Linked DNA regions of Arachis hypogaea: region 1 is linked to region 2. Evidence: chromatin contacts called from public Hi-C data. All regions are on one chromosome and are shown on one strand. The core of a region is the stretch at or near the end of the contact, and the rest is flanking DNA. Distances in the headings are between cores, read along the strand shown. Region 1 holds the start of LOC112791915 (F-box/kelch-repeat protein SKIP11). Region 2 has its middle 14 kb from the start of LOC112771534.

Evidence for each region. Hi-C and Micro-C count contacts between places; a contact is called where the count stands out from the background.
Region 1: a Hi-C map of leaf shows a contact between it and region 2, with 4 times the contacts expected there. The contact joins the promoter of LOC112791915 here to the enhancer-like site in region 2. A contact is called at or near these places in 3 of 8 Hi-C or Micro-C datasets (leaf and an unstated tissue).

What each region holds. Positions count from the first base shown.
Region 1 is chr13:137,087,080-137,092,824 of arahy.Tifrunner.gnm2.J5K5, forward strand. It overlaps LOC112791915 (F-box/kelch-repeat protein SKIP11), which reads left to right and starts at 3,552. Exons shown (of 2, transcript XM_025834948.3): 1 at 3,552-4,012; 2 at 4,622-5,745. The coding sequence starts at 4,713.
Region 2 is chr13:137,044,680-137,050,207 of arahy.Tifrunner.gnm2.J5K5, forward strand. No RefSeq gene overlaps it. Among protein-coding and RNA genes, the nearest start is that of LOC112771534, 14 kb to the left of the region's middle. Within about 2 kb of position 2,317, at least 3 of the 3 cell types and tissues checked have open chromatin away from gene starts, as enhancers often do.

The DNA of each region.
Region 1 (5,745 bases), core at 2,302-4,801, 44 kb after region 2:
ATAGTCTACAATAACCTCGTCGTCACTATAAGTCTGACCAAGTTGTAATTCTATTCTCCATGGTTTTTTTTTTTTGGTAATTCATGTTTTGGTTGTTTTATTTCTGGATTCGTCCTCTTTATTTTTATTGAGTACCCCTTACTTTATATCTGACTTGCTTCTCTTCTTTATTAATTCTCTTATTCTCTCTTTCATTATTTTCACTTCTTTTAAATTTTTACTTTTTTTTGTTAAACTATTTTTTATTAGACTCATTTTCTTTTACAGCTCTCTTTTTTTTTATTTGTTCTCATTTTTTTTTATTTTTAGAACTAACTAATTGACTTTTTTTTCTCCTTCACTTCTCTCTTCCTAATACCTCTCTTTTTCATCCGCGTTGGAGTTTTCTCTCCTTGATTGGATTAAGTTAAATTTTGTTGATAATATCTTTAAAACTCAATGGAAATACAGGATTAGAAATAAACAATTCAGTCTCATTTTATCAAGGCCCTCATCACTATTCATTTCTCTGTTCATTGTAGAGTTTTCGAATGGGTCATATTGACAGTCTAATTGAATTTTTTTAATGACTTCTTTTAAATTTTTATCATGTATGATACATTTTGTTAAGCCTAATTCTTCTATGTAATGAGAATTTTTCATATGGTATATAGAAATTACTCCTTTCATCCTATACTTCCATACCACGATGCACTACTAATAACTGTTCTTCTAAATGAAATTTTTTAAAGGTTTTTTTACCCAAGCATGTTCTATATATGCGAAACAAACGTTGCTAAGTCTCGGTGAATTTTTACTTTCTTGCTTTAAATTTTGTATTTTGTATATATTTTTATATAATCCTTTTCTTTTGGAGCCATTATTGAATCATAAAAACAAATAATATAAATCATAGGAGGTTATATAAGAATATATAAATGAGCTAAACTAAAATGTTTTAAAAGGTCACATAATTTATTGTTTAAATTTCTATCATAAATATAAAAATCAATAATCTAAATATGATAATCTCTTTATTTAAAAAATTTAAATCGTTAAATAAAAATACATAAGTAATTATAAACTTAATACTATAAATTACTCTTCTCACTTCAATCACACCATCTTTTTTTTCTTTTTATTTGTCTTATACTATTTTTGTTATTTTTAGAGTTCATCAATGATCGAATTTTGGACCTTTCGAAAATATATAGCTCTGATACTATATCATAAAATTAATAATTCCAAAAACTTAAACTGATAAATAAAAGTAACATAAATATAATTAGATTTGGATCCTCTAAATTTTAAATTTTTACTTTAGAGGGTAAATTGTGATTTTCTACCATTGAATGGTTTCTCTCTCATATTTTCTCTTGGTCCCACCTATAAAATAAATGGTGAGAGATCACATTTTACTCTCTAAAGTAAAATTCAAACTTTAGATGATCCAAATTCTAAATAATTATATTTCTAACAAATAACTAGTAAAATATAATTAGGTGTGTGATTAATTAGGTGCAAATAGCATGCCGACCAAACCATCACCTGTGAATGTGGTGATGGTCACGTAAAACGGAGGTGAAAGACAACAAAATTAAAAGGGAGATGATGTTGAAGATGATGATTGTAATTCAAGACTGATAGGCGCTAAAGTGCAAGAAAGAAAGTTAGGCCTATGAAACCCTACGAGATTAGATATTAGATTGGGTGTAATGACTATAGCAACTAATATAATTAAAAGCTTGACATGATTAGGGGAATCTCAACACAGTACTTTGCAGGGTGGAAAATTTTTAGGCTTTAATCTCTTCCTTTGATTCGTGCCCATCTCTTACATCTCCAACCTCTAATTTGTTGCTCATCTACCTAAAACTCCCTTTTAATAATGTTACTTTCTACCATGGTACTTGTTGCAAAATAATTAAATATTATTATGAGTTTTAACTTTTACGGTTTTAATTTAATTTCACCAGAAATGGTAAGTATTTATATGAGTTGATTTTAATAAAAAGAGATCAAGTGATGAGTCTTGGCTAGTCATCCGCGTAGACGCAAGAAATGAACCGAAAAATAAATAACGCATCAGCTTAAACAGTGAGATATTAGTATTATTAAAAAAAAAACATTATATTATATAAAAGAAAAAGACAATATAGATATATGTCGCATCAAAGGAAAGGATGAAGAGAGCGTGAAAAGGAGGGTAAGGGGAAGGAAGAGCCCCAGCCGAAAACGCAAACAGAGATTGGAAACGTAGCAAAATCTGCTTTTTTGACTTAACATTGATTCAGCCGTGTTCGGTAGTAATAATCATAATCATCACCATAATTAACAACATTATCGCAACAGTTAAGTAAACACACACTCTCTCTCTCTTTTTTATTAATCTTTATTTTTAATATTTACGGTTAATCAGGTATTCTTTTACTTAGCATAGGCAAGCCATCTAAAAATGTGGAAATACATATATTATGTTTTAAGGTTTTTTATAATTACATATTTAATTATGTTTCATGATATTAATAAAAGTAATTTAATTAAGTTGATTATTTATTATCGCAAGAGTTATAAAGCATCTAATTGACTAGGAGTTAAGGATATTTCAAATTAAAGTATGAAAGTGTTTATTATTAGAAATATTCAGAATTATATTTAATTCTAAATAAGTATTTATTTAAAAATAAAAAATGTTAATTTTTTTTAACTCAGCGTCTTATTAAATTAATTAGAGAGAAGTGAAAAGAAAAGAAAAGATTCAGAAAAAAAAGGGTATATTTGACATATTTTTGGGATGTGTATGCATATAAAAAGTTTTCAAGTAAGTTTTATTTTAGTCTCTTAAATTTAGAGTAAAAATCAAAATGATCCTTAAATTACTTTGTTACCCAAAATTTGTACATGATATATACTTTTATAAAATTTTACATAATTTTTTTAATTAGATGTAATTTTTGTCTATTAACAGTATAAAATTTTGTATACCTTTAATAATGTATTGTTACATTAATAAGAGAATTAATTTTCAACTCTTTACTTAAAAAATAATAAATTAAAAAAACTTTATTAGCAAATAAACTTAGAAGTTAGAAAGAAGAGTTGTTATGAAAATGGAAAAATTAGTTTACACAAATAACAATGATGATTATAGTTAAAAATTGACCAGTCAAAAGTCACATCTAAGGAGGGTTAAGGGTAAAATCTAGGACGTTATTTTTCATGATTGACCAACAAACCAACCAAACCGACCTCATTAACACCCGCGTCGCAGAGGATTCCTCCCCCACAAATATGCACGAGAAATTGACCAGCCGATGATTTAGAATAAGAATCCAACGGCGCAGAGACGTGGGGGTAACGTAAACGGACGAGTCTCTTTCTCTCTCTCTCTTTTCCTTTTTATTTTTTTGGTTCTCCGAGTCAGCGAGATAAACCCAAAAAAATAAAGAAAATAAACCTTTCACTAGTCAACACGTGTCACCACCTGCGTTTACCGGTTACCGGTCACCGGGCGAACCTTTTGCGGGCCCCACCACCACCACTACACCACCAGCTCCACCTCCGTCAAATTTCGCACAACCCCAAGAACAAAGTTATCGATTTAATTGAATAATTAAGGTAATTGGTTTTATTTTTAATATAATTATTAGTTATATATTATATAAATTAAGATTATGATTTAGGAGAGAGATAAGGGGGTCCTTTTTTTTGTTCTGAGATTTTGCTCCCAAAAACCAAAAACCTTGTTTTGCATTCATCTGATTTGCAGAGACTATAGCAACAAGGGACCAACCAAAAACCAAGAACAACAACTTCCTCTTAAGAACTGTGTAGAGAGAGAAAGTGGCTCTTTTTCTCTTTCTCTCTCTTTGTTTTGTGTTTGTCTGTGGAGAGTACATGCAAAACAGTGAACTTTGAGATTTAGATAGAGAAACAAGGGAGTTTGAAGGTTCTAGTTTCAATTTGCAAAAGCTGCCCAACAAGTACTATTGTTGTTTTTTCTGTTTTGCTTCTTATCCACCTTCTAAGACTTGTAAGTCCTCTTTCTGTTTCTCTCTCTATATCTGTTTCCCTCTCTCTCTTTCTCCCTTTTTCTATCTGTGTGTTTTTTTCAGCTTCCTTTTGAATGAGCTTGTTAGCATGCTTTGTTATGTGTTGAAGGCTTTGGTCTTTTGGATTCGTGGAGATCTAATTAATTTTGTGTGTTTTTGTTGCTTCATTTGGCGGATAATGATAATGATTAATGGGTTTTTGTTCAAAGTTAAAATTTTGTTTGGCTTCTTCTTCTGTTTTAGAATGCTGGATTCATTTCTTGTGTCACATTTGGATTCTCTGAACTTGGTTTCGTTCAATTGAAGTTCTACTTGTTTGAGTTGTTTTTGGTAACTGGGATCTCTGTGTGTGTGTAAATTTGGTTCTACACGAGGCAATCTTTTTTTTTTTCTCTCTATCCCTCTGTTCTCTTGTGAGAACCTTTTCTTTGTAAACGGGAATTGAAAAATGTGTTTTTGAATGGATTCCGATCTGAAATCATGCTACTTGTCCCGTTGGCGTTTCTGGGCATTTATGTTTGAAGAAGGGATTAGGAAGTTCTGAATTGAATTTCAATTCGATTTGGATTTGATTGATTATGTTTGAACAGGCTCTTGATTTTGTGGAAGAAGAAGAAAGACATCTGATAGAAGGGTTGAGATTGAGTGCTTGTTGGTTGGTGGTGGTGTTGTTGCAGAGACATGTTGGACGGCCGTTCCTGTGTGGTTCCGAGGTTGTTTCCCAGCTCCTACCAGGCAGAAAACAAGTGGCCTTTCATGACATATCTGCCTGACTTGGACATCAAGAACGGCAAGCGCCCTTTGGAAAATGATGTCAATGATGAACCCAATCCCAGGAAGGTTAATAGCAAGAGATTGGGTTCTCGCCGCCTCCGAGGTGAAGCCAATCGAGTTTTGTTTCAACAGCAGCCTTATCAGATTGAGGATTCTGTTGTTCCGAAAATTGATGAGGACGTTGATGATGGTGTTGATAGTGATGATGATGACTCTACCATGCAGGATCACAGGAATGATTTTGTGCTGCTGAGTGGTCTCCAAATAGATGAAGATGCTCTAGCTCATTCTGCTGAGCTGTTAGCTGAACATGACAAGTATCAAGCCAGGGATTCATTGGAGTCCGGTTTCCATCAATCTGATGAGCAGCAGGAGAATCAATCCAAGCATTTTTCTGATTCTGGAGTTCAGCAATCTGACGAGATGCAGCTGCTTGCTGCAAATTTGTCAAATTCCAGTGACCAGCCATCTGATCAGCAGCAAGAGAATCATTCCGGTGATTCATCGGATTCTGGTTCCCTTCTGCCTAGAATGAACAGAGACAGCTCGATTGCCTGTCTCAGCCGCTGTTCGAGGTCCGATTATGGTTCTCTTGCATCACTGAACTCAAGCTTTCGCAACATTATTCGAAGTGGTGAGCTATACAAGTGGAGGAGACTGAATGGAATCATAGAACACTGGGTTTACTTTTCCTGTGCCCTCCTTGAATGGGAGGCCTATGATCCGATTCGCGAAAGGTGGATGCATTTGCCTAGGATGGCTTCTAACGAATGCTTCATGTGTTCGGACAAGGAGTCCTTGGCTGTTGGTACTGAACTACTTGTGTTTGGGAGGGAGCTGAGATCCCATGTCATTTACAGATACAGTCTTTTGACGAATTCATGGTCTTCGGGAATGCGGATGAATGCTCCAAGATGCTTGTTTGGATCTGCTAGCCTTG
Region 2 (5,528 bases), core at 1,067-3,566:
TATATGAATATATCTGTAATAGAAAAAAAAGGTTGAAGTTGATGGGATAACTAGAATTCTGTTTAAAAGTTTGGTAGAACACAGAATTTTACTGAAGACACGTGTTGAGACTGCAGTTTTGATCCTTGGTTGAGAAAAATTGATTAAACGAAAAATGAGGGTCCCCATGTGGTGGCTTTTATTATTTTGGAGTCACATGTTTAGAAATTCATTCATGTGTAAAGTGTGTGTGTCTGTCGCACTAATTAACAAGAGTTTACGGTTGAGTTTGGTTCAACTTTAAACTTTTAAATGTCCAATTAAAAGTACCAACGCAAGTTGGCACATATGGATGAGAATCTGTGTTCTTTAATCATAGGATGAGAATGGAATTTATATTCAAAGGATTAGTCATTGGGTTCCCGCCTAATAGATATCCTGATGCTAACAAAAAAAAGTACTATCAAATATTAGTACTTTTGTTTTTTGGCACCATAGATTCACAGATAATAATGTAGTCCATATATACTCTTTAATTTGCAGGGTTGTTTCAAATCATAAGGGACCCTCTGACGAATGCAACCACTAATTAAATAACATCATTTGCTTAGAAGAACCAATGTTATAAGTCTTGTAAAATCAATACCTGTATAAGAATCTCACATCCAGAAAGCAATACTTGAAAAATAGTTTCATAAAATTTTTGGTTCTCTTACCATATGAATTAGTTTTTTATGGGGATGGTTCTTCCAAAGTTTTTGTAATTTTTTACATTGACGCTATTGTTGAGAGTCGGCCAATAAAAAAAATACCTACAAAGGGTTTTGAGTTTTGACCAATAAAAAACCGAATGAAAGCTTTTAAAGGAGAGACAATATCGTTATAGTCTCGCAAACTATGTTATGAATCTTGCGGGACCAATACCTTAAGAAAAAAAAAAACAGTGTCAGGAGGTTAGTAAGTTTTGTGAATTGCAGCCATTAATTAATTATTATTGATATTTTTAATGGTATGAGATTTTATCTAATGGTGTGGGATTACTAACTTTTTTTATGGTTAAGTTCTCCAAAAGTTTCAACTGATAGAAAAAAGTAACACTAATGATTATATCTCTAATACTGCATAAACCTATATTGTACATATTGTACAAGTATTTCGTTAGTTCCTCATACTTTCCCATAAAATAATAATTGATGAGTTAAAGAGAAAATCTAGGGAAACTAGCACTTAACCATAAAAAAAAGAGTAATCCCACACCATCAGAGATAATTTTACACCATTAAAAACATTTATAATGATTAATTAATAACTACAAATGACAAAATCTGCTGCACTTTAGCACTTCTCGGAGTTAATTATATTTGCATGCAAGCATGCTTCCTTGTAACGCAAATGATAGAAAAAGATGAAACACAACACAAGAGGGACATCCAGCAAAGCCCTGAGGCCATTCATGTTCCCAGTGACCAAAAACATTCATGCATGGCCTACATCTGAAACAGAGCTATATGCTAAGTTCAAAGTTGCACAACTGTGAAACGTAGGTTTATTTTTGTCTGAATCCAACAAAAAACACACACAATCTAAGTCGTGATTTATGAACAGTTCATGCATCCCACTTGCAACATATGTGGGTAATGTTTATTTGTTGTTTCTCTAGGTGTTCTTTATTTATTTATTTTTTAAGTGTTGGTCATTTCCTTATACGAATTATGGCATCATCATATGGATTTGGTTGAACGGTTGTGGTCTTTGTGTCCGAGCATCTCTTGGTACCTTAAGGATAATGGGTTTGAATGTAAAGTTTCATGTATAATTAAATGTTACCTAAATTCCTTACTAGAAGTTCTCAACTTTTGTGAATTTATTTATTTTAATATGTAAAATTTGTTTTCATGAAAAATCTATAGAATTCTTAAAAAACTATGAAAAAAATCCAATGATGTTTATTGAATTAGGCTAACCAGACAAATACATGTTGGATTGAGTTCACGGCTAGGGCCAATTTAGGAAAATTGTTCTTCATAATGTGTGGCTTGAGTTCAAAGTTTGAACATTTTAACCTACAAAACCCAATTCATGTTGAGTCAAAGGATTCAATATGAGATAAAACGGTTAAGCAACCTAAGTAACTAATATTTATGCTAAGTCAATTGTTATTTTTGTTTTTTATTTTGTCACGATATCTCCTAACTCGATAAATTAAAGAGTAATTCATTGTGGATTGAAACTCTTTTTCTTTATTTTTGGACTTGAGAACTTGTGTATGTTAAACCCATGTCTTCTCATATACAATTTTTGCTTCTGGGCCCAATATATTTGGCCCACTGGACAAAATATCTTCCTTCGTAGGATACCAACGGGCCTATGTTCAAAAATTGCTTCAACGGGCCACTAAACCAGTATAGTTACGTCTCAAATATAAACTTGCCCAATAAAAAGTTCCAAAAGTATTTTCCCAATAAAAAACTATAGACTTTCAGTGATGTGCCGACTTTGCAAATTGTTAATCATCTGCTATCATCGTTAAAAATCAACCAAAAAATAAATAAATAAATAAATAAACCCGCCATGTCTTGAATAACAAAGGCGAAAAGGCAAACTATTTGTACTTGACTTTTGTATGTACCTAACCTACAATTTTTTGGCACATATGGAGACGCATGCTTGTATGTAGGTATACAAAAATTCTACATAATAATAATAATAATAATAATTGTATAGGAGTGTAATATGACCTTTTTCCATCAACAAGCAAATGATCTTTTTACAAGTGTAACAAAAAAATAAAAAATAAAAAATAAAAATGAAAGATTACTTAAACCCATTGGAATCAAATTGCCAATCGTTACCAACAAACTGTTCATTAAGCACACGAGAAGACTTTTAATACATCTTACATGGCCATCTTTATCCCTTCGAAGTTCGAAGTTTTCTAGACACAATAGATTGGCATATTCCTAGCTATTCAAGTGGGTAAATTCTTTTCCAATAGATGTAGAATATATATATATTTTTTCTTCCTCCTATTATAAAGGCATATGTGCACGAAAAAGAAAAGGGCATATGTGCCAATTTTTAAAGAGTGTTTTTGTGATCAAATTGTTGCCACCAATGCCTCCGAATGAAAATGAAGTTTATATTCTTTAGTAAATATTTGGTATTTGGAACTTGCAATGAATGTGTTTGTTGTCAATCACAAAACAATTCTATTCCTCGATCAGAAACCGAATCTGATTCTAAATTGTGATATCATTCTGGCCAAAGAGCCTAGTCACATTAGATGCATATATACTTAATATTATATGCAACTATAACTATAATAATGTGGCACCAATTCATTGGGAAATAGAAAGCGCCTTATAACTACTTTCCTTTTAATTTGGAGGAAATGGTTGAACTTGCTAGTACTAACTGCTATTTTAGGATTATATTTTATATATAAATAATCTATCAAAATTAAATTATTTGTGGATAGGGATTATGATGCATTTGATTTCTGCGTGTCTGATGATATAGGAAATGGTTGAACTTGCTAGTACTAACTGCTAGCACCAATGCATATGATGCATATAATTTTTTTATTAGTTTTTTTTCTTTAATTTTTTACTAATTCACTGTTAAATGGATTTTACTTTGAACCGGATCCATTTAGAAATTAGTTATTGATTAACCGGGTGGAATCGACCAATCCAATTCAGTTTAAAAGTTAGGTATACAATTTTTTACTATTCATTATATAACTTGTGTTTATTATCTAATTAAGTCTCATTTTTTAAGTAGATATAACAAATCACACATAATAAAAGCCATATAAAAGTTTAATATGAGAAGATATATTTCTATACAAAGAAGATAGCACTTAGTATTTATTTTCAAAGTATACGAATTAAAAGTTTAAAACTCATCAATTAATTATATTTAATTATTAAAAATTTGACTAGTCTGATTTAATTCGTAAAATCTAAAAAATTCTATCCTCACGATCAATACTCAAACTTTAGACACTTCAAAATATAAGGATTTTGAGCTCTAAAAAGCAAAACTAATAACTCAAAACTAATAACTAAGGCTGCGTTTGTTTAGAGACAGGACATTGAGACAGAGACACAGAGATACAGGATCGTGTTTGGCAAGAGAGATATAAATAGAAACAATATGTTCAAAGATACTGAATTAGTGTATTTTGTGTCTATCCTAATAGGAATGACACAAAAACACTAACAAGAGACACAGCTTATTTTTTATTTTTTTATTATTCTATTTAATTTTTTATAATTATATTTTTTATTATTATATTTTTCATCTCAAATTTTTTGAATGAAAAAAATAAAAATAAATTAAATTTTTATAATTTATTCTATTTTATCACTAAACAAAATACAAGAACACAAAGTTTTATATCTCTATCTATCAGTGTCTTATCCTATTCTGAAAAATAAACGCAGCCTAAGCCTACAAAGTCTTCTAATCTTCTCAACCAAAAACCAATTTTGGTTTTGAAGGTCAAAGGATAGAATAGTATATTAATACGTAACAAATCCATGATCTAGTGCCACTCATAACTTTGAAACAAAAGCTTGAAAAAGCAAGTTCAATGAACAAACCATTGTTATTTTTTCTCTTCATTAGTAGTGGGGCTCCGTTTATTACAAGAAGCTCTTCCATTGAACAACCAAAAATGTAAACTAATTCATTGTTGGGATTGCCGACCATGGGTTCTAGAAGGGAGGAAAATTTAGACAAAAGTAAAAGGTTACCCAATCCAAAGGTTGAAAAAGTAAAAGACTTCAACTATATATGTTCTATGCATTACCCCTTCCCCATATATATATAATAAAAATAGAACATTATCCCTAACACGCGTTGCTTTCCAATCTAATGCTTCATCTCCTCTTCTAAAACCCCGACCAAACACACAATTCTCAATTCAAAAAACAATCCATCAATAAAGCACTTTCAGCTATCCTCACGGCTTTTCATCCAAAGTAATACTATATAATAATTATGGTCTTAATTATTAATACAAATTAAATGTATGTAATCCAATAATTATAATGTTCACACCGTAGTCACCAACTAAGTATCGATGTTACTAAATTCGGATCAATTCTACTAAACTTTTTCATCGATGTGAATTTTTGAGGAAGATCAGCCTGTCATTCCTAAAATAATTTTTATCCGTTGAGTGATGGTTCCTTGCGGCATTGTTCCGTCAGACTTTCGTCCATTACAAAAAATTTTCACTGTTGCCTCTCGTTTTTTGTTCTATTCTCAGGGACCTCCCTAGTATGAGAGGACCAGGAAGGACGCACTTCTGGTGTGTCAGTTATCGTACATACGGTAAACGTCTACTGTGCTCCAATTTGGTAGTTTTCATCGCATGTCCAGAGTTGAGCTCTAGAATTTGACGACGAACTTAAAAAGTCACATATAGACGCTTTACGTCCAATCATTTTAAATAACGTTTGTATCCTCTGTCTTACCGCAGTTGCTAGCACAAAGTTAGCCGATACTTATTTCCCAGATACCATTATTGCTTTTTCTCC